Linked DNA regions of Choristoneura fumiferana: region 1 is linked to region 2. The links are chromatin contacts, called in public Hi-C maps. All regions are on one chromosome and are shown on one strand. The core of a region is the stretch at or near the end of the contact, and the rest is flanking DNA. Distances in the headings are between cores, read along the strand shown. Region 1 holds the start of LOC141441271 (mitochondrial tRNA methylthiotransferase CDK5RAP1). Region 2 holds the start of LOC141440982 (nucleolar pre-ribosomal-associated protein 1).

Evidence for each region. A called contact is a pair of places that touch in the nucleus more often than the background predicts.
Region 1: a Hi-C map of whole pupa shows a contact between it and region 2, with 4 times the contacts expected there. The contact joins the promoter of LOC141441271 here to the promoter of LOC141440982 in region 2. A contact is called at or near these places in 2 of 2 Hi-C or Micro-C datasets (both in whole pupa).

What each region holds. Positions count from the first base shown.
Region 1 is chr23:1,309,490-1,316,555 of NRCan_CFum_1, reverse strand. It overlaps LOC141441271 (mitochondrial tRNA methylthiotransferase CDK5RAP1), which reads left to right and starts at 1,808. Exons shown (of 7, transcript XM_074105939.1): 1 at 1,808-2,490; 2 at 2,809-2,959; 3 at 3,838-4,052; 4 at 4,821-4,951; 5 at 5,232-5,388; 6 at 6,054-6,181. The coding sequence starts at 1,956. It overlaps LOC141441282 (PEST proteolytic signal-containing nuclear protein-like), which reads right to left and starts at 1,604. Exons shown (of 4, transcript XM_074105958.1): 1 at 1,444-1,604; 2 at 1,165-1,326; 3 at 806-1,061; 4 at 1-414. The coding sequence starts at 1,471. The coding sequence ends at 249.
Region 2 is chr23:1,121,329-1,128,023 of NRCan_CFum_1, reverse strand. It overlaps LOC141440982 (nucleolar pre-ribosomal-associated protein 1), which reads right to left and starts at 4,200. Exons shown (of 4, transcript XM_074105580.1): 1 at 3,899-4,200; 2 at 352-2,916; 3 at 1-349. The coding sequence starts at 4,115.

The DNA.
Region 1 (7,066 bases), core at 559-3,058, 190 kb before region 2:
ATCAAACTTTTGATGGTTCTGCATGTCTAAGTTGAACAAGACACTGTCTGTACACTTTGTTTTATACAGCAATAGAATTTAGATTTTAATCAACAAGTTACAATTTAGAACAAAATAAACAAGATGTGGACATAGCAACTGTACAATATGTAGGTACTGTAATTTCTGTCTTCGCTTATTCCACTACTGTATGCTCTTAGAAACTGAAATCATTACAGGCCTTATCAATAGTTTCCTTAATCTGCGCATCATGGCTTAATCTTATAAATTGTCTGAGGAAACTTTGTCATGACGGGTTTCTCCACTGTTGTTTCCAGGGCATGCTTCAGGTTCTTCTCAAATACTTTCTTGGCGTCACAGAAGCCTTGCTTCGTTTTGCCAAAGGAATTTGGTCCCGCTGACGTTGGTGTTTCTCTGGTAAAAAAACACACTTCATATAACACATTGTTGAAAATTTTGAGTTAGGCAATAACACTATTGTGCTTCTTAGTCTGTGTTTTTGGCTATAATGGCTATAGGTACTATTTGTGCCAGCCTAGCTCCTGGGGTAAGCCTAGACAATCCTTCCTGGGATCAAAAATATCCAGGCTATCAGAATACCTAACAAATTTCATCAAAATCCTTTGTGGTTTTCTCATGAAAGAATAAATTAAAATTTTAAAAATTGGTATATTAAAGGTATAATATCAGCAAGCATTTTAATTATTACTGTTACAAAACAAGGAAGTTTATTTCAATTTCCTCCTTGATAAAACTTTGTAAATAAATTGTTTGGAAAGCTTTGAAGTTGAAGAGTTTGTCTTACCTTCCTATATTCCTCATTCTCATCCTTGCTTCTGCAGGCATCTCCTCAGGCTCATCATCGTCATCATCATCATTGAACACTGATGCAATTGTTGGTTTGGCAGCAGGGGCACTCAATTTCGATGGGCCGCCCAAGTTCATCTTAATGGGTGCTTTGGGTTTAGCCATTGGGATGCTGATTTTAGTGATACGTGGAGGAGGGGGTGGTGCAGGGACTTCTTCATCAGAATCATCCCACTCAGTATGCTTAAGTTTACCTGCAAAAATATAATGACTTACTGATATGAACACCATAGGCAGATTTTTGTTTGCAAATATGAATAATTGAAGGTTTGAAAATTAAATATAAACTTGACTTACTGCTATGTCTGTCTTCTTTGCCATAGGATCGATCTCTCGAGTATCGGGTGCTGGCGGGAGAGTGACGGCGTCTAGACTCGCGCTCGCGCGGCGACCGCGACCGCACGCGCTCCCGTCCATGCTTCTCGTGCCTAGAATCATCACGCGCGGATCGAGACGACCCTGCCAATGCGAAAACACTGGCAACGATAAATAAAAGTACTCATAAGAGTCTAAATCTAAACAAGAATTTCACTATGGTTCTGATGGGTGAAAAATTATCCAATGCCATTCGAATACCTTTGCCGTAGTCGTAACGACTGCTCATTGTTGATTTCACCTTGTACAATACGCTGGTTAATTATCAAATTCTTTCTTCAAGTTATCAATAAAATTTGACTTGACTTGACAGATGAACACAACACACACTACTTCACAAATCCGCCATTTTGTCTACCCATAAATAAAATAGAATGAGCACAGATTAAGCTAAGACGTAGAAAGGGAAGAACGGAATGGAAGCACTGCAGGAGATGAGATGGTTACTAATTAGCCAACATACAGATAGTTTCTTCAGTCGTGTTTTCTTAGTAATAAATGGTTTTTGAATCGGTATTATTGGTTATCAATCGAGCACACCACATCACTCCTTTTGTCAATTTTGACAAATCAGCTGATTACATTTTGTAGGTTATTTTATTTCCAGTGTACAGATTACATGATCCAAAAACTTGTTGATGTAATGTAATGTTTAGAAATTCTTGAGAAAAAACATTATTGTTACAGAATAGTTTAATAGTGGATCAATTACGATGGCATTACTGCAGCGCACGCAGCGGTTTCTGAGGTTATCCAGCAAGTACATTTTCTATACTTGCCGATGTTTTTCCGACGCTACGAAGTTGACTTCTAGGCGTGATAAAATAAAACAAGGACCGGGTCTAAAGGATTTTATCATTGGAGACTCAGAGCCTGTTCTTCTAGATCGCCCTCACATACCATATTTACCGGAAAACGTAACATTTGCATCAAAACGCAAAGTATATTTCGATGTGTACGGTTGCCAAATGAACTTGAATGATACTGAGATAGTTTGGTCTATTTTGAAGAAAGAAGGGTTTGAGAAGACCGAAATTGAGGATGAAGCTGATATATTCCTGGTTATGACGTGCGCCATCAGAGAAGGTGCTGAAAGTAAGATTTGGCATCGTTTGGATCACTTGCGGGGGTTCAAGCGGCGGCGAGCGTTAAAAAATAAGGAAAAACCGGTAAAAATTGGTTTATTAGGCTGTATGGCGGAGCGGCTCAAGACCAAGCTAATTGAAAAAGAAAAAGCAGTTGATGTTGGTAACTACTTTATAAATCTAAGTTTCTTTCACTCTCAAATATTTTTATGGTTTTTCTTTTTGTCTATTTTAATCAATCTGTGATACACGCACCTTTGCGCTAAGAGCCTCTTTCTGTCTAGGGTTGAAAATTAAATTATTAACATACTCCCTCATGTTAAATTTCAAATATAATTTCACAAGTAAATCCAGAAAAATGTAGAGGCGCAAGCCAGGGCTCAAACGCACAAACATCTGCTTCAGAGGCAGTGGGTCAAACCACTAAGCTAACACGACATTCACTCTGTCTGTTTTAAAGTATATATATTTTATTTTGCAGTGGCAGGCCCTGACAGCTACCGAGACTTACCCCGGCTCCTGGCTCTTACGGATAGTGGCCAGACAGCTGTGAATGTGCTGCTGTCCTTAGACGAAACTTATGCCGATGTTGTGCCCGTTCGACTGAATCAAGACAGTGTATCAGCCTTCATGTGAGTTATAATATCAGCCTATCCCAACCTTTTTAAAGATGGAACTCCTAAAGAGAGCTCCTGATCTGCAGATCCCGAAAAAAACTTTTATTTCCAAGATACAATCAATTTCAACTTTAAAATAAAATTTTTGTTTTTTAAACTACCATAGATTATACTTCAGAGCTTTATCGCACCGGCAAAGGGAGCCTGCAAAGCTTTCTTCTCGAGCGCGTAACGATATCGCCGCGAGCGTACATTGATATTGCTGCGACCGCACAGCGAGTAAGCTGCGTATAGCGCCAAGAGCACTATATTGCACACTCATAATTGTACATTGTGTCTTAAGGGCGGTAAATAAGGAATTTCGACTGAGAGCTTTAAGGAGTCGATGTTCGTAATTCTAGTACCGCCCGTGCGACATACAATGTTTTTCATCACATTTGCGAGTAAAATTGTATATTTGTAAAAGAAAAACTAATATTTTATCAAAAATTGCCGATACCGCTGACTACGCTCTTGGCAATCCGCAGCATGTGCATGGCGTGCGTGTGCAGCGCGCGCACGGAGCAGCAGCACGCCATGCAGGAACAAACTCACTTACCGACCTTGGGCTTCATGGCATGAAAATTAGTACGGGCAATGACTCATTTACCGACCACGGGTTTTATGACAAGCACATTAAGGTCGAGGGTTTTATTTGGGGGGTTGTAACCAAGGTAGCCTGCATGTTACGACACTGTTTACGAGCAAGTGTGATGAAAAATATTAGAAATGTTATTGGTCAACTAAAGTAGTACTACTAGTAGTACTAATAGTAGTAGTTGTGTTAAAATTTATGTTTTTCACTAACACTTTTTTTAGCTTTTATATTTATACCTTACCTATTATTTCCCTAGCTCAATAATGCGTGGTTGCGACAACATGTGCACGTACTGCATAGTGCCGTTCACCCGCGGGCGGGAGCGCTCGCGCCGCGCCGCCTCCATACTGGACGAGGTGCGCCATCTAGCGGAGCAGGGAGTCAAAGAGGTCACGCTATTGGGACAGAATGTCAACAGCTACAGGGACGCTAGTGCGGACACGGGGAGATGCGACACGAAGCTGGCTAAAGGTTAGTGAGGACTTGCTGATAACTAAAATGTAAGTAAATTACAATCTTGGACGAGGTGCGCCATCTAGCGGAGCAGGGAGTCAGAGGTCACGCTGTTAGGACAGAATGTCACCAGCTACAGGGACGCTACTGCCGAGACGGAGAGGTGCGATACAAGACTGGCTAAAGGTTAGTTTTTAGGTGCTGAAGACCAGAGGCGTCTTTACCTATAGTGCAGGGTGTGCGTTGCACACGGGCGCAGGCACTTTGTACCTATTCCATTTTGACCGCGCGCTTCATAGATGGCGCTAAAATAATAATTGCACACGGGCGCTACATGGGCTAAAGACGCCGCTGCTGAAGACAAAAATAAAAGTAAATGAGGGTTTCTTGACTGTCGAAATATCACTAGATGGCGTTAGTATCGACAGTAAACGTAAACGGATTTGCAGTCTTGCGCGATTGGCTTATTTAGTTATTTAAAACATTACAAATGTGACACAAATATCAAAGTTGTCACAACAAGTTGGTGTTGGAGTTCACAATACTAGCGCCTGTCACAGAAACCCTTATTACGATCCTGGACGAGGTGCGCCATCTAGTGGAGCAAGGGGTGAAAGAAGTCACTCGGAGAAATGCGACACGTGTTTTTTAACTAGTTTCTTTCCTATAATCTAGTTTTATCCATTTAGTATTGTAGAACATGGATCATGAAAAAAAACCTTTATTTTTATCCGACTTCAAAACGTCTACGTTCAAGACGTCTTATCACATTTCTTTTTTTTTCAGGGTTCAAAACAGTGTACAAGTCAAAGAAGGGCGGGCTGCGGTTCGCAGACCTCCTGGAGCAGGTGTCTGCCGTGGACCCCGAGATGAGGATCCGGTTCACAGCCGCACACCCCAAAGATTTCCCTGACGAGGTAATGACGCGGTACAATTTCTAGATGGCCAGGATCAGATTTTTTTTTTAAGCCGAAAACCGACCTACCATCGTATATATTATTGATATTTATGCACGCTTTTTTCTGTCAGATATTAATGCGGTCTCAGGATATTAATGCGGTGTCAGATCTTAATGCGGTATCAGATATTAATACGGTGTCAGGTCAGGTATTGATGCGGTGTCAGATATTAATACGGTGTCAGGTATTAATGCAGTGTCAGGTATATTAATTGAGGTGACTGTATTGTTTGTCCCAGGTGCTGGATATAGTGAACGATCGTCCCAATATGTGCAAGCTGCTGCACCTGCCGGCGCAGGCGGGCAGCAGCGCCGTGCTGCAGCGCATGCGGCGCGGGTACTCAAGGGAGGCCTATCTGGACCTCGTGCGACACGTCCAACGAAGGATCCCTGGAGGTGAGCTATTGCAAGACATATAGGCTGCCAAAATTACAAGAAAGTGGCGACTGATATAAAAAAATCTTTAAATGAGCAATCGGATAGTGTAGACAAAAATAGTAGATAGTACAACCAGAGTATAAAACGAGCCATTTTACCCAAGACGTTTATATAGCCACGTCGAGGGGAAAATGGGTTTAATGCTCAAGTTTTACACTGCTTTTCACTTCGATTGCGAAGAAATGAAATAACAACAGTGGGAACATTGTTCACTTACTAGGTACCATTTGTTTTTCATGCATTGCTAATAAGATTTATAAATATTTCGTTTTATTGATTTATTTCGATTTATTTTAATTGATTTTTAGTGGTAAACTTTTTTGTTTGTGGCTGTTGACACCTGATTTCCTTGGTCTTAGACGAAAATTTTACTTTATGCACTAGAGCATAAAAAGTCATTTTATGTCGACTAGGTCCAATATAAATACGAAGTTTACGAGCATGAGAAGTGGACAAAATATTCTATTTAGTGCGTCAGTTTTGGCCCTTACCACTACTGGTTATTAGTGGTTATGTACGGGGAGCAAAGAGATATAAGTGTGAACAAATAGAAGCAGAACTTTTTTCACATTACGGATCACATAAGAGTGTTATAAAATGTCGATTTGTCTGTTTATCTGCAGTTGGTTTGTCGACGGACATGATCTGCGGGTTCTGCGGCGAGACCGATGAAGAGTTCGAGGAAACTATGACGCTTCTTCAGCAAGTGGACTACAACGTGGCCTTCCTGTTCCCCTACAGCATGAGAGAGGTAGCTTACCTGAACAATATTAAAAAGTTAGACCTGTGGCCTCTCAAGCAGAGGAACGTGGGTTCAAACATCTTCGTTCGGACATCTCTGAGTTTTTAGGGTTCCGTAGTCAACTAGGAACCCTTATAGTTTCGCCATGTCTGTCCGTCCGCTGCTAAGCTCAGAGACCGTTTGTACTTAGAAAGCTGTAATTTGGCATGAATATACATATCAGTCACGCCGACAGTGGTAAAATAAAAAATAAAATTTTTTTTTTAAGGTATCTCCCATAGACGTAAAGTGGGGGTGATTTTTTTTTCTCGACTAACCCTATATTGTATCATTGGATAGGTCTTTTAAAACCATTGAAGGGTTGACATGACGATTTCAAAAAAAAAAACAGGATGGTAGTAAGTACATCAAACTTACTAGGACAATTAATAAGTTACTTATAAAATATATCTAAACTTGGAAGATTACTTGATTTTTTCGTAATGGCTACGGAACCCTATCTTGGGCGTGTCCGACACTCTCTTGGCCGGTTTTTCAAAATTCATGTCCGAAATCGGCAGAGGCCCTCTCGTAAGCAAAACGTACGCAATGTGGGGTCATTTTAGATGGTTACTCCACGTAGAGATAAAGAAATTAAGATTTTCAGATAAAAAAAAAGAAAACAGGAAAAAAATTGTATGTGACGAAATGGTCCCAAATCAGCAAACTGCCGGTCTTGAAGTCTTGTTTTTTCATTGGTTGTGCTATATGAACTACGTTTACACCAAACTTCAAGTTTCTAGGACAACCGGAAATACAATTAATGTGGAAACGCCTTTTTTAATGACTGTATGTTTTGATTGTGGTGACATAAAAGTTAGATTTTTTCTCTGCTCTAAAGGTTAGCGACCTGAG
Region 2 (6,695 bases), core at 2,951-5,450:
AGTATTTCCAGCATAAGACTCGGTTCTCTATCATCTTTGACACATGCATTTATATCTGCATTGAAAATGTGCTTCAGCACAACCAAGTCATCTACTTCCGACAACCCAATAATTTCCAGAACTTTAATAGTATGATCACAGTCCACATTTTTTCTTTTATTAATTTTAATGAATGCCTTTACAATATCGGAACAATTCTTTTGCTGATATGGCTTCAATAATTTATGGTTTTTGTTAAGATATGTCATTATGTCAGGGTATTTAGTCATAACTTCTAGGAGGAATTTGGTCGCAATAGTGTTGCACGGACTTTTGCTTAGGTCCAAAGATGTGTAGATTTTAAGGTAACAGGATTTTTGAAAAGAGTCAACAGTATTGTGCAACACACGTCTCTCATATGGCATTTCTTGCCAATCAGGATCAAGCATTCAAAATAGGTAGAAATCTTCTTTTGCTGCTTTTCTGTCAGCAAGTTCATGTCAGTCAATCGAACCGTACAGAATATAAGATACTTAGCCCAGACAAGCAGCTCTGATTCATCTACAATTTCGACTACATTTACTTTATATGGCACTTCATCAATAGTTATATCATTTTCATCATTAGAAACTTCTTCAAGGCATTGGAATATATCTTTTATCGAAACATCATCATTTCCAATTATGGCAGTTGCCATTTTATTGATTGTTGTATCTCGGCCAACTAAAGCTTCGGTTAAAGCAACAGGCTCCCCAGTCCAGCTAGCAATGTAGCTTCTCGCATCTAACTTAGAGTCTCCAATCAACACCTCTGTCAATTCCGGGGAGTAATTACTGTGGAGTAAACTTACAACATAAATGGATAGAAATTGTTTTAAGGACTTTCTCGCTTCTTTGTTATTGTGGATATATTGCATGCAGCCCACAACAAAAGGAGAAGGTACTTTTGTTTCCAGGAAAGAAGTGTTATCTGTGTTTCTGTTCTTCATTAGATCGTTAAATAATTTATCTAGGGTAGCCGCGCTGCTTTGGTCTGATATCTCAAAGTTAACTACCTGGTTCCTGACAGTTTCTGTTAACTCCAAGCTATGTTCCAGCACATACTGTACTAGATCGCCAATGAGCGCAGTGGGGCAGGCACGAGAGGTGCGAAGCGTGTAAAGCATCAGATGAATCTCATCTTCGTCCCCTTCAAATATACCAGTATTCTTGAAAAATTTGCAAATAGTATCTTTTGCCTCTATCCAAGTACTGTCTTCAGTATTTGTGTAAACATCAAGCATTATATGGAAAAGATCTTTAAACATAGGATTATTCAGTGATATAGCAGAGCTATCTAAGGTCAGCCACAGGGAGACAACTTTGAATTTTAACAGAGAAACTCGTCCTGATGTTAGTGTCATAGAATAATCTAGAATTTTCTTTATATCTAAGCAACCTTCCAACATTTCGAAGAAGGCTGGATGTATTTCATTATACAACAGCAATAGATCTATTAAATAGATCAAACTGTCTGTATCTGCTATTTTTGGCAGCCTGTAATCTGTTGTGCTATCAGTGCTCTGTTTGTTACAGATGACATCTTGAATCAAAGAAGCGATAATTGTAGGCACAGGCATATGCTTAGGAAAGAAATACTCCATTTTATTTCTCAAATCAGACACATTAATATGAGTGTCATCCATGCTTAAAATTCTTAGATACTTTCTTAATGTTTCCAACATTTTCACTAATATCTTCACACAGTATAAAGATATAGTTTGATCCTTGCCTAAGTGAGTTTGTATAAATTTCAGTAGAGGAATAGGTAATGTGATGAATCTGACAAAATTTGCTACTTGAACAGACGATAAGTTGCCCATTCTTGGTACCATATCCTCCGGCTTAAGCACATCCAGCAATTTTATTGCAAATTGAACTGTCTTTTCCCAAATAGGAGAGTGTTGAGGCTCAAAGCTTTGTTCCACAACACTTATGAGAGCTCTGTGCAGATCAGGGCATTTGTTAACTATTTTAAGGACCACATCGCCTTCTTCTTGGAACTCCCAAGGTCTTTTGAGGGTAAGTACTGCTTTGTACAAGTTCTGATTTTTGTTTGCATCAACTGTGCCTAATGTATTATCAGTAAAGTATAACCCAAGCTTGTGAGATGTGAACAAAGTTAGAACAATTTCAGACAAAAGGATCATGATGTCAGGACGTAATTCATTCCGTACCTCTTGACTTAGTTCAGGAGGACCTTTCCAAGAATAAAGCTTAAAGATATTATGCAACACTTGGTGACTGAATGTCCGTAGTTTCAAACTCTTGGAGATGAAATTGTTGTCGATGACATGCTTCTTCAATATGTTTAGAAACATTAAGACGGATTCAGCCTCATCATGGATAAGCCCAGGGATAACTAGAGGCAGAAGTCCTTGCTTTTCCAGCAAAGCTTTTATAAGAGGCAGATGACCTTCAATGAGAAATGAAGTCATGAAATGCACAAAGGATGTCCTGACATTGTCCTTCTCTTTATAATTTGGCTTTTCAAGTATGTACTGTAGATGCTTGGGCGTTAAAGGTGCTTGGTTGATGACTTCCACACCCAAATCTGGATTCAAAGTCACTATTGATGTTAGAAGCTTAAGGATGATTTTCCTGTGGCGAGGCCCAGAGTTTTCGCTAATCATGATTTCTACTGTTGACATGAATGTGTTCAGAAAGAAGCGACAGGCTTCTTCTGTTATTGTTAGCATCTGGGGATGGGAAGACTGGACTTTCATGATAATGAGGTGAAACAGGTGGAAGGCTGGAGTAGCCAGGGTCAAATTCTTCTTGCTGTCCTGGTTGATTTGACGCAGGATCTCGTGGGAGTTGCCTCCAGCATTTAAGTACTCCGCAATGTAGTCAACTTCTGAATCTGGGTTCAAGCATACTTGCAGGAACTGTGTTAGTGCTGAAAATGAACAAATTAATAGTTTGATTAAAACAATTAAATCAAAATAAGACATGAATAATCTTTGTATTGCACTCATTACAGTTAAACAGTATTAAACAGGCTTTATATCATAACAGCACAGTTCTAAGAAATATTTCAATAATTGTAACTAAACCCGTAATAAACAGTTGAAAAACCTTAAAGCTGTTCTTCATTTCTGGGCATGATTTGAAGATGTGATAATCAATTCAATAAAAAAATTATTGCATGGTCATGAATTTTACTGTTTATCACACACACACACACACACACACACACCTTGGGGAGGCATAATACAAGATTCAATCTAAAAAAATAATAACAAATAATAGAGATGGGCCAAACATGGGTTTTACCGAATACAAATATTCGCCCTAATGTTCGGTAAAACTTTTACCGACCTGAATATTCGGCATAATTGATACCTAAGTAGAAGCTTTAATCATGCAACTCTTGATTTAAACAAAAAACTTGCTTAATTTCTCACAATAATGAACTGATTAATTTAATTATTAACTTATTATTTTATTATAAAGATCACTGTAGCTTAACTATTATACTAGGTACTTATATTTTGTTTTTAATTAACAACCATCTTTTTAACTGTTATTGGAAATAAAGCTACTGTGCCAACAAAAACATAAAGCCCCACTGCCCTCACTGTACCTCATAAAAATAACACATTTAACACTCAACTCATACATGGCTGAATACAGTAAAAAGTTCGAGTACTACATTGCCGGACGAATAAAACGAATAATCGGCCCATCCCTAATAATAATCCTATGAATTATAATACTGATTATAAAAATTCAGATACACATACAGTCATCCAGTTTAATGAAGGCCAAACCGTCTGCCAAAACATCCCTTAGGATACCAGACCTCCCCAGGTGTAAAACATTTTGCCAAGGTTAAAACACCAGCGTAAAATAAAAAGAAACGTGTTAAACCCACTCACCCATGGTCTGCCCAGTCTTGGACGCCAGCTCTTTTCGAAAGTGTTTAATATCGAATCCATGTTGTTTCTCAGTCGCATTTTTGCTTTTAGCTTGTTCGATTTGAGGTTGTTCGGAAGCCGCATTTTCACTTTCTCCTTCAAGAACTACTTCGTCAGTCCTGTTCTTTTTAGCAGACTCTTCACTATCGTTCTTATATTTTCGTTTACCCATTTTCATTAATAAAATTTGTTCAGTAACATAATTTTGCAGAAAAAGACACGTGAGAGAACGATTGTTTTGACTTTTCTTTTCTTTAATGAAGTGACAGTGGACAGCAGCCGTTTCGTTTTTACTTTTTTTTTGACAGCTGGCTTAGATCTTTGAGAGCTTTTTTTAAACGCTCATTTTGTCGTCAATTTAAGTGTCAAAATCGAAAACCTGCCAAAATGGCACATCTGCCTTCATGCCAACATAACCAGCTGAAACAGATCTATTTAAAGGTGGAGCCACATGCAGTCGCTCGACGCTCGTTTCCAATGTCAAATCTGGTCACGTGATATTTAGCGATAAAGCTGAAAATGTTGAGCTTTACCGCTGGAAAAAAACCTTCAATTTCGGCAAAAACAGTGTTTTTTTTTTCATTCGCTCCAATTTCTTTTATTTGTACCACTGCCACGCCACGACTGAACCGAGATCATTCCTGCAGCTAACCATCTTGTCGCTGCTGATAGACGCGGCGACTGACGGTACTTTTTTTGAGTCGCGGGAAATCACAGATTACTAATATGTAGCTCGGGAAATTCAAAATTACATTCAAAATGGGGTCACGTAACCAGATTTATCGCTGCAAACGAGCGACTGCATGTGGCCGCACCCGCAGGTTTTTAAAATTTAAAGCGTATGTAAACATAGTTTAGTTTGTTTTGTTGCAAGTTGGTACTTTTCATTTCGTCATAAAAAGATGAAATAAACAAAACTTTATATGTAAGTCAAAATTGGGCTTTAAAATACTTGTTAAAACAAATACAGGTATTAAAAAAAACAATCATTCAATCAAACATTTATTTTTAAAAATATCAAAAATCAGCCATTTTAAAACTAATTTGGGCTTTGAGCACCAACTAACAGTAAATTGGTCGATCGACAGCTGGGACTTGTGACCTCTCGCTCATATCCGTCATGTATGAGTAAGACTACAAGTACTCACTCCACCGGGTTAATGTACGTCCAAACGACGAAAGTACGTGAAAAACTTAAGTAAATGACCTGTTAAATTTCGTTGCAACTTGTCCGTATAGATAAGTCGACGTTTTATATTCGAAAAATGAAACTCTATAGAGTTATAAAACAATATAAAACGTCGACTTATTAGTATACTAATACATACAAAAATGACATTTATTTAAATTTTTGACCAATAACGTACGCCTAGATAATTCATGCTCTTACGTTGTTTTTACACGGTGTGCGTATTAGAATATGCAAGTAGAAACGGCAATGGGCGGGCCAAATCGCTCGAAGAACGGATAAGTTGGAGGAGAAAGTTTCTCGAGTGGCCACTACCAACCGGTAGACGAAGCGTTGACAAGCCTCCCACTAGGTGGACTGACGACATCACGAGAGTTACAGTCCAAATTGTGAGTTGTCGTTCATTGTGGTGTTATAAGAAGGCCTTTATTCAACAATGGACTCTTCGACTGATGATGATAATATGAATTATCAGGGCGTGCATTATTACGCCGTACATTGCGAGCCGTAGTAATTTTATTACGGGGCGTACACCACACCTACCTACTCCATTTATACAAGGTGAAATTTTAAATGAGATACAAAGTTAGTGTTTCTAGATCAGGTAATGCTGGACAATATAATGCATTTTCTTTTCCAGGCCCCGCTAATTTAGGTAAGCTACTACAAAATGAATGAAAGTTTTATGTTGTTCATGTTTACCTATGAGGGATTAATTTAAAAACAATTATAATTTTTAATGACTTCAATTGATTTTGTACATACTTACCATTATTGTAAATGTAGCAAGCAAGCATAGGCCTATATAGAGGGGGTGGAGTATGAAAAATAACGATAGATACGCCAATGGTAGCAAGGTCTAATATTTGTGAACATTAATGTTCCATGCCTCCATGCATCCATGTCTCAGTTTGTATTTTCGATATGGTTTCACGGGATACCCGTAAAAGTAACAAATTTGGAGTTGAAATAAAAAATAAAAAAAGACTCCAAAAAACCAATCATAACATTAATGTTGTCAACTATATGCACTATGCCTGGAAAAGGGTTAATTAGTCTTATTTAATTTGAGAGGTCCATACATTGAGTTTGTGATTTAATTTCAACAAAGTATGAACCTATATACCTACCTTTACACCTGTACCTATGAACCTATTACATCTATGAACACCTAAATTTTACCACAGTAATTTTAATAATATTGAGATAATGTATTACATTAGCCCTGTCATTCTGAGAGGATGCCAGGGCCAGGAGTGGGATGTTATACAGGCTGAAATGATGATTACATTGTCGAGCATTAACTAAGTTAGAAACACTAACTTTGTATCACATTTAAAATTTCACCCTGTTTAATCTATAATAACAACTTAACGTTAAAAGACTAGACAGATTTAGGGGCTGTTTCACCACCCATTGATTAATTTTATTTGACGAATAGATGTGATGCCGTCTCCGTCACAGACACAGCAGAGACAGCGTCACATTTTATCCGTCAAATAAATTTTATTAATGGATGGTGAAACAGGGGGTAAATCATTTAAACTTAGTCAGTCTGGTAACAATTTT